Linked DNA regions of Sus scrofa: region 2 is linked to region 1. Evidence: chromatin contacts called from public Hi-C data. All regions are on one chromosome and are shown on one strand. Each heading gives the region's core, a stretch centred on a gene start, on an enhancer-like site or on the middle of the called end of the contact. The rest is flanking DNA. Distances are from core to core; before and after follow the strand shown.

What was found. Hi-C and Micro-C count contacts between places; a contact is called where the count stands out from the background.
Region 2: a contact with region 1 is called in a Hi-C map of epiblast stem cells, with 2.0 times the contacts expected there. The contact joins the promoter of PFN3 here to the promoter of RGS14 in region 1. A contact is called at or near these places in 2 of 47 Hi-C or Micro-C datasets (epiblast stem cells and liver).

What each region holds. Positions count from the first base shown.
Region 1 is chr2:80,588,158-80,592,849 of Sscrofa11.1, reverse strand. RGS14 (regulator of G-protein signaling 14) reads left to right here and starts at 2,852. Exons shown (of 15, transcript XM_005661452.3): 1 at 2,852-3,136. The coding sequence starts at 3,092.
Region 2 is chr2:80,543,494-80,548,185 of Sscrofa11.1, reverse strand. It overlaps PFN3 (profilin-3), which reads right to left and starts at 2,691. Exons shown (of 1, transcript XM_013992193.2): 1 at 1,662-2,691. The coding sequence starts at 2,122. The coding sequence ends at 1,709. F12 (coagulation factor XII) reads right to left here. Exons shown (of 14, transcript NM_214242.1): 12 at 4,471-4,620; 13 at 3,777-3,925; 14 at 3,360-3,686. The coding sequence ends at 3,519.

The sequences.
Region 1 (4,692 bases), core at 1,603-4,102:
TAGGCTGGTGGCTACAGCTCCGATTCAACCCCTAGCCTGGGAACCTCCATATGCCGCGGGAGCAGCCCAAGAAATAGCAACAACAACAACAAAACAACAACAAAAAAGACAAAAAGACAAAAATAAATAAATAAATAAACCATTAAAAAAAAAAAAAAGATTGTGAGGTGGCAAAAACGAAGGGCTAAGAGATGGGAAATCCTAGGGTTGGCTGGGGTCCCTGGGGTGAAGATGTGGTCAGAACTGAAACTGGCATCCATGGCGGATTGGTACAAAGAGGCATCTTTGCAGCAGCAGGAAGGGATGTGCTTAGGAAGGATGTGGTTGGGCCTTTTCAGGGAAGAAGATGAACTGTTGGTACCTGGACAGGTGGTGGCCCAGGCCTAGCACCTGTCGCCCTAAGTGCACACATTCACAGCTTAGATGATCTCTAACTCGATGTGTAAACTTGGACAACTCACTTCTCAGTTTCTTGATCTGTAAAATGGGAATAGTGAGCACCACTCACAAAGAGGTTGTGAGGATCCAATGAGGTAATTATGGTCTGTAAACCATAAAACCCCTATGAAGCTAGGCCTGGATCCACGGCCTAGCAGACAGGCAGGCAATCTCCACTCCCATCACTCACCCTACCATCCCATCACAGGTATATTGACACTGTCACACACCTTATTAAGACCACCATTGGCATTGCATTAGGCCCCAAAGCAACCTCCAATACACACACCACCCTCTATCTAGGTGGGCTGGAGCAAGGTGTCTAGAAAAAGGTGAGTTAGGACTGGGTAAGAGGTGTATTAACTAGGATAACACTAGCTGCTACAACAGGTAAACCCTAATGCGAGTTCCCCTCCTGGTGCAGCAGAACCTAATCGGACTAGGAACCATGAGATTGTGGGTTCGATCCCTGGCCTCGCTCAGTGGGTTAAGGGTCCAGAGTTGCTGTGGCTGTGGTGTAGGCCGGCAGCTACAACTCTGATTAGACCCCTAGCCTGGGAACCTCCATGTGCTGCAGGTACGGCCCTAAAAACACAAAAGACCAAAAAAAAGTAAACCCTAATGTATACAATGGCTTGAACAAGATAATTTTTCTCTCTCCCTTAACTGTCCAAAGCTTGTGTTTTTGGTGCCTGTGGACTTGCCTTCTTACACAAATGCAGAGGCCCAGGCTCCTTCCTTCTTACGGCTCCACCATCCCCTAGGGCTTCGTCATCTCCTGTATCCAGCCAGCTAAAGGGGAAGGAGAGAAGGCAGAGGGCACAGAGCACCCGATAGCCTTGGTACACGTCATCACTCCACTCGCGTTCAGTTGGTAGGAACTAGGCAGCACATAGCCACACCTGACTGTGAGGAAGCCTGGGAAATTAAAGTTTAGCAATGTGCCCAGGAGGAAAAGGACCTGAATTTATGGTGAAGAGTCACTTATTTTCTGCTTCTGAAATATTCAAGTCATGGCCTTAGAAGGAAGGGGGAGTGGAATAGAGGGTAGAATACGAAAGATGGGGTGTCACCTTTTCCTTGCAGAAAGTGGGGCCCAAACTGTAGTGCCTGGTAACTTCAGGGCTCTAGGAAAGCCCAAACTTCAGTAAAATACAAGTCTTCGTGGGTACATACATATGTAAGAAAGAGGCCAGGGATTTCCCTGGCGGCTCAGTGGGTTAAGGATCTGGCATTATCATTGTCATGGGTCAGGTCACTGCTGTAGTTCAGGTTCGATCCCTGGCCCAAAAACTTCTGCATGACACAGGCATGGCCAAAAAAAAAAAAAGGAAAAAAAGGGAAAGGGAATTCCCACTGTGGCACAGCAGAAATGAATCCAACTAGTATCCGTGAGGATGCGGGTTCAGTCCCTGACCTTGCTCAGTGGGTCTGGTGTTGCCATGAGCTGTGGTGTAGGTTGCAAATGTGACTCGGATCCCACATTGCTGTGCCTGTGGTGTAGGCCAGAAGCTGTAGCTCCAACTCGACTCAAAGCCTGGGAACCTCCATATGCCATGGGTGTGGCCCTAAAAGGGGGGGGGGCAAAAAAAAGCCAATAAGGACCCTGGCTAAAGGGACTGGGACTGGGCCAGGGCTGAGGAGGCAGACTACCCCTCTTCAGTCAACAGTACTTCACAAAAGTGGGACTTTTATGAGTGACTATGAATGCACACACACATCTTTGGGCACAGATGCACCTGGTCCATTCCCTGCCCAGCTGGGCAAGCACGTGCACACCTGGTTGCAAAGGTCACTGGGTTCATATGTGCCTTGTGCAGGTGTGCCTGTCACATGCATCTGTCCGAGGGACTGGGCACACTCATGACTGAAGGCCCAGGTATACCTGACAAGGGAGAACCCGCACACCTGAAGGATCTTGTGTGTATGTGACCATGCATGAGATGTATCCATTTGTCTGTACACCTGGGCATAGACCTGGGAGGGAGAGCCCAAAGGTGTCTCAGGACAGAGGTAGTAATGCACCCAGCTGCCAGGGGGAGGGGCACTGAGTGTGTGCATGCTCAGCACACAGCAGGTGTGGGATAGGTGTGTGCTGAGTAATGTAGACGAGTGGACATTCAGGTCCTGGTGCACAAGTTCCCATGTCCACAGAAGCCCCAGCAGGGTGTACAAAGTTTTCCAGGTGTGTGAACAGGCACTTCTGTGCCCAGACATGCCTATGGAGCTCCCCGGTCTGCGCCAGACCAGGCTGGGCTCCTCGCTGGGCACACAGAGGCCCCTGCTCTGTGTTGGTGCCTGAGTAGAGCACTGCCAAGGGTGTGTTGGCAGCATGTGCGCGCGGGCGCGTGAATGTGTGTGTGCGTGTGCGTGTGCATGTGTGTGTGTGTGTGTGTGTGTGTGTGTGTGTGAATGTAGGAAGAAGCATTCGCTCTCTTAGACCTTGCTTCTTTCTGTGGTTCGGTTTCTATAGAGACGCTTCCTGTGGCAGAGAAAAGAGGTAGTGAGCTGGTGTTTCAGGATGTGAGGGCCCGCAGGAGCGGAGCTGGGCTCTCTCTGCCGCCTGCCCATCACCGTGAAAGCTCTGACCGGCGCTGCCCGAAGTCCCCATGGTGGGCGCCTCCCGTGGCAGGGACCCGTGAAGAGCAGCGGCATGCCGGGGAAGCCCAAGCACCTGGGCGTCCCCAACGGACGCATGGTGAGTGTGGGCTCTAGGCCAGGCCCACGGGGAGGAGGTGGGTACACCCAGGGTGGAGCCCGAGAGGCACACCCGGTAGGGCTGGGCAACAGCCTGTGTGCTGCCAGCGGGCGGGAGAAGTTGGGGACAGATAGCAGCAGGTGGTGGGACCTGGTGCCCTCACCACAGGACCTTCCAGATGGCTCTGCTGGGGGACCTGGGGCCGCCCTGGGGATGAGACTAGAGGAGAGGCTTCTGGCCCAGTCCCCACTGCTCTCTTCCTTGCTACTTTGGCATCACCTGGGGTAGCAGGGAGACTGGGCATGGCCTTTGCCCCTTGACACCCCCTATACTGGCCTGAGCTCCCATACCTCACTCGGCCTCAGCAATATCGCCCCCCATGTCCTGATGCTCAAGGTCAGGTAAGGGGCAGCCCTTGCTGGGTCACTGCCCTCCCCCTAGACCTGTTCCCGAGGCTTCCTGCCAGAACTAGGAGCCCTTTGGCAGCCAGGGATGGGTCTGCAGGGTCAGGCCAAGTTGATACAGCTTCTGTCTGTTCTATTCCTGGACCACTAGGAAAGGTAGGGGGAGCTGGGTACTGGGATGCCCCTGGCTGCTGCCCCCTCCCCCAAACCTCTCCCTGGCTGTTTGGCATCTGGGTTAGAGCTGCTCTTAGAGTCCAGCTTCTTTATTCATTCAGCAGATGAGACAGGCTGTGCCGGGGCTTCTCTTCTTCTATCCCTAGGACAACAGCCCACTTGGCAGAACCCCAGTCCCTCCTAAAAACTCTGGGAAGTCCAGACAGTGTCCTAGTTTCTTACACAGCCCCAGCCTAGTACTGTGGGACAAAGCCAGTGGGTCCAGAGAGATGTGGTTTCCAATCTCAGCTCAGTTGTCCCTGGCTAGAGGGTCCTCTCTGACCCTCAGATTCTTCCTCTATAAAAATGAGAAGTTTGGAATGGATTTCAAAGGCTTGTTTAGATGATTAAGCCAAATGATGAATATGAGGCCCCTGATCCATTGTGGGGGTTCTATAACTGTCAGCCCCAATGCCCCCCACTCCATTCTCAGCCCCTCTTCAAGGACACTCTGCTTCACCATGAAGCTGAGCCACCACCTCAACCCCCGCTCCTCCTCCTAATTCCCAAGACCTATCTCTACACCCCTTCCTCCAGCATCTCTTTATTGGGTGGGAGAGAGATGAACCCCTCCAAGCTGGCCCAATCCCTCCCCCCTACCGCTATCTATACCATCAACCTAACTTTGAAAGTTCAAGCACCGGTGGGCCTCGCATTCCCACTCCGGAGGCATGACACTTGGCTCACTCCTCCCCGGGCATCCAGGCCAAGGGGGAACATGCCCACTCCCACACCCACCCCAGAGGGCAGCTGGGTAGATGCTTCCAAGCAGTGCCCAGAACAGCAGGGCAGCTGAGGGGGCCAGAGACAGATCCAGCCCTTGCCCGTCCCATGTCAACACATAGATACTATGCTCGAAGGTCATTCAGAGGAGGGAGGGCACCCAAGCTCTGCTCCCAGCCCTGGCAAGCCCACAGATGCCCTGGCCCCTTTCCGAGA
Region 2 (4,692 bases), core at 1,442-3,941, 45 kb after region 1:
GGCCTAGTAGTTAAGGATTCTGTTGTCACTGCTGAGGCTCCAGTTTGATCCCTGGCCTAAGGAACTTCCACATTTGTTGGGTTCGGCCAAAATACGCCCCCCTCACAAACTCTCACTGTGCACTTAGAAGTCTTTGATTTCCAGGAGTTCCCGTCGTGGCGCAGTGGTTAACGAATCCGACTAGGAACCATGAGGTTGCGGGTTCGGTCCCTGCCCTTGCTCAGTGGGTTAACGATCCGGCGTTGCCATGAGCTGTGGTGTAGGTTGCAGACGCGGCTCGGATCCCGCGTTGCTGTGGCTCTGGCGTAGGCCGGTGGCTACAGCTCCGATTCGACCCCTAGCCTGGGAACCTCCATATGCCGTGGGAGCGGCCCAAAGAAATAGCAACAACAACAACAACAAAAAAGACAAAAAGACCAAAAAAAAAAAAAAAAAAAAAAGAAGTCTTTGATTTCCATCTGGGGGAAGGAGAGATAATGGTTTGGGGTTCAGCAGCACTATCTCCCCTTCCAAAGATAGTCTGCCACGTCCTGGAGGAGCCAGCCTGTAAGCTCATCCCAGCAATCGTCCTGGCCCTGCCTAATGAGTCCAGTCCACAATTCAAACTCCCAGGAAGCCCCCAACAGGGCCAAGCATAAGGAAGGCTCTCTGCATCTCCATTCCTCAACCCCACCTAGCTGCCCTCCTCCAGTCTCTATCTGCCTTTGCACTCACCCACATCATTGTCTCTCTGCCTCCTTCTGGGATAAAATCAGTTCTCCAGAAAACAAGTGACAGGTGAGGGCTTGTCAGGGCCACTGGGGGAAGGGACAGGGAGGTGGAGATGGGCAAGAGAGGCCATGCTCTGGGTCTCGGTGGAGCAGAGACCAGCTACTCACGCTCCCACCTTGATCCTCTACCTTTGGGCAATAAACCAGGCCTCATTTAAACCCACTCAAGTTTTCCAATTCCTCCTCCTCCTTTATAGAGCCCCCTGAGCTGAGGCCTGCAGGGGGAGGGTCAAGGACTAGGGGGTGCTAAACTTCCTCCCTCTTGTCTAGGGACATCTCTGGAGCCTTTGGCCCCCAAGGGAGCAGGAAGGCTGTAGGGCCCCAGATTCAGCTCTGATGTTCTGGAGTGTGTGCCTCCCTCTTCCCCACCTCCAGCCCCTTTGAATTATGTGGGGAGAGATGCAAGGGCTTTGGAGCCCCAAAGCTGCTCTCCAAGCTACTAGGCCCACTCTGCCACCCACTCATAACTCTTGCTAGTTCTTCCTCTAGTCACCTGGAGAGGGTGAGAAGTATGAGGGCCTCCAGCCTGGGCAGTGGTGTGTGTGTGTGTGTGGGGACTTCCTTCACGGTTCGTCCTGCACAGACTTGTGTAAAATTTTGTAAGAAAGGATGCCCAAGACTGAACTAGAGGATTTGAGAAGGCCGCCCCTTCCTCAGCTTGGGTGTCCCTAGTACCCCGGGAAGGTGCCAAGGCCCTTGGACTCTGGCCTAAGGAGTTAGGCCAGGGGCAGGGCACTCGTGGCAGGGCCTGGTGTAGGGCTCAGGAGACTGGGAAGAGTGAACTTCCAACTTCACCAGGTAATCCTTCTACAAGGATCTTCTGATAAACTGGTTTCCTCATCTGCAACCCCACGCCCACCCCGCCACTCGCTCGCAATCGGAGGACTGGTCTGCCACGCCCAGATCAGACTTTATTTGGGGGCTGGTTGGCAGTCTTGCTAGGTGCCCTGAGAGCGCAGCCCATGGATCAGCTCGTGCATGGTCTTGTTGAGAATGCCTCCGTGCACGCCACGCCGGCCCATAAGCACTAGGAGCGCGCGCGGCGTGTGGCCCACGCAGACCGCGCGCCCGTCCAACCCTTTGGTGCGTGCGTCCAGCACGCAGTCGCCCTCAGCCAGCAGGTGGTCGCGGATGACGCAGCATCGGCGGCCCGCTACGCTCAGGCCCGCCTGCAGGAAGGTGCGCCGATCTGGCCCTATGAGCACACCCACCTCCTGCGGTGAGATGGCTGCCAGCAGGCCCCCGGGCCGCGATGCCCACACGCAGCGATTGTCCGAGTGGCCCACGATGGCCACGTCGTCGATGCGCTGGTCCCGCAGCACTGCACTAATGTAGCCTTTCCAGTCGCCCATTCCGGCTCAGAGTGCGCCGTGGACTTTCGCGGGTTGTCCTCCCGGACTGCTCCGCTACTATGACGTATTGAGGGGCGGGGTTGTGACGTTGACATAAAGGCGATGGAGAATGGGGTGGGGGGTGGGGTGGCGTTGGTATCCTATGTCCGATGACGTTCTAAAGTTAGCCCGAAGGAGCGAATCGTTTAAAAAAAAATCCTCAAAAATAAAAATTAAATGGCCCATCGAGCACAGCACACAAGTTTAAGAACAAAAAGAACAGGGCCATGTCTGAACAGCCGGACCTCTAGGCCTGGTAAACTTTCAGCCCCCAGAACGTGTTTCCTAAACATGAGGAGCCTTAGAATCTCCTGGAAAGCTGTCAGATTGCTAGGCTCCCGACTCAAGAGTTTCTTATTCTGCAGTGTGAGATGTAGCAGATATTATGCATTTCCAACAAGTTCCCTGGAGATGCTGCTGCCCGTCCAGGAACCGTACTTTGAGACCCACTGCCCTAATGGTCTTCCACGATGTCAGCCTTAAGGGTCCATGCAACCTTTTTTTTTTTTTTTTTTCTTTCTGCTTTTTAGGGCCGCACCCACAACATACGGAGATTCCCAGGGGTTGAATTGGAGCTACAGCTGCCGGCCTATGCCACAGCCACAGCAACACCAGATCCAAGCTGCCTCAGGGACCACCCCACAGCTCACAGCAACGCTGGATCCTTAACCCACTAAACAAGGCTAGGGATCAAACCTGCGTCTTCATGGATACTAGTCAGATTCTTTTCAGCTGAACCACGACGGGAATTCCCCACACAACTCTTTTAATGTTAAGTACTTCCAACCACGGTTCTCAACCTCTCCACAAATAGAATCATCTGGGGAGTGTTTTTAAAATACTGTTACCCTCCTAGCCCCATCCCTGGAGATACTGATTTAATTGATTTGAAGTGGCTGTTGGTCATAGGTTCAAAAAGCTCCCCAAGGTGATTTTGATGTACAGTGGAGATTGAGAACTCCTGTTGGACAAACTTAAAATATGAGTTTCAGACAAAGACTAGTATAAGGAGTCACCCTGCATAGGGCTTGGTACACAGTGCGGCTCAGCAAACGTCAGCTGGACATGAATCTAAATCTTGTATAAGATGTCAAAAGATTCCATGTTCTCTGAGGGGGTGTGGAGAAGTTGAGCATCGGTTTACAGTCTTGGCATTTCCCAAAGGGGCCCCTGAAGAGTTAGCTGTGCCTTTCAAGCATCTTCAAAAGCACTTTATTGAGTGCGTATGACATTCCTGGAGCCAGCCGGGCTGGCAGCGCTGGGGGGAATAGAACACAATACTTGCTGTCCATAATCACGCCCCAGCCACCTTTCCATTCCAGAACTGCCCAGGAGGGAAAGACGAGTCCCTGGGAGGTCAGGAAGTGGTGTGCTCCTGGATCCAGGCCAAGTAGTTGGCCACGTCCGTGTACACACCGGGCTTGAGGCGGTCGCCACAACCTGAACCCCAACTGACGATGCCTCTCAGGACGAGCTGGCGCTCTGCGGTCTCGTCTTCACACACCAGAGGGCCACCGGAGTCACCCTGGGTCGAGGACACGCGGCTCAGTGCCCTTGGCTTGGGGTCTGGACTTGCACGGGTTGGGGGAGGGCGCCAATCAGGCGGAGGGCTCACCTGGCACGCGTCGGTGCCGCCTTCGAGGAAACCAGCGCAGAGCATGCCGGGAGTGAAAGCGGCTCCGTGCACGTCGGCGGCGGAGCAGCGCTCCGGACTGATGAGCGGCACCTGAGCCTCCTGCAGGAAACTGGAATATTCCTCCGCCCCTGCAAACCAAGGGCGCCTTCCTCACACCCCTCCCGACTCCGCTCGCTGTCCAGGCCACGGACCTGGCTGTGTCAGGCTCTTCTAATCCCTGCTAATCTCCTGCTTTCCGCAGAAACCCCCAGAGGGAGGGAGTTGCTTTTAACACCATTTCATAGACGAGAAAACTGAGGCCAGAGAGGAGCAGGGATGTGAATGGATCAGGTGGAAGCAGGGTGGCTTTGGAACCCCACCCCTACTTCCCATCCAGTGTCTCAAAACCCTGCTCCCCAACCTGCCCACCCATTGCTCCAGCGCGGGTCGGGAGTCCTAATTAGCCCTTGCAGCCCACTGCCTAGAGAAAATGGTGTGATTCTCCTGGTACTTTTCAAGCGATTTGGACCCCCCCACAACAGTGAACCAAGCCTTTGTAGAAGACTGCAGAGACGACGGCCCTGAACAACCCACCAGGTCAGCCCCATCTGTCCCTGGTGGTACCAATCCCTCGGGCTTCCCTTGGCTACTCTGGTGGCCAGAAGTCTCCCTCCCGACCCAGCCGTTCTAATACCTTCGAACTGATGGCCCCAGCCGGCCACCTCGCAGAGCGCGCCTTCGGGTTCGGCGGAGCTGGCGACACTTCTTGGCAGGCATACCGGCTGAACGAAAGGCGACGGGTGTGCGCAGCAGCCGTCCGCTGTCTCCTTCAGGCGTACCAGAGCTAACCCAGCCCGGGAGGAGGGTGAGCCCGGGATGCTGGGACTTCGGAGCCCTGCCCACCCTTCCTCTGATC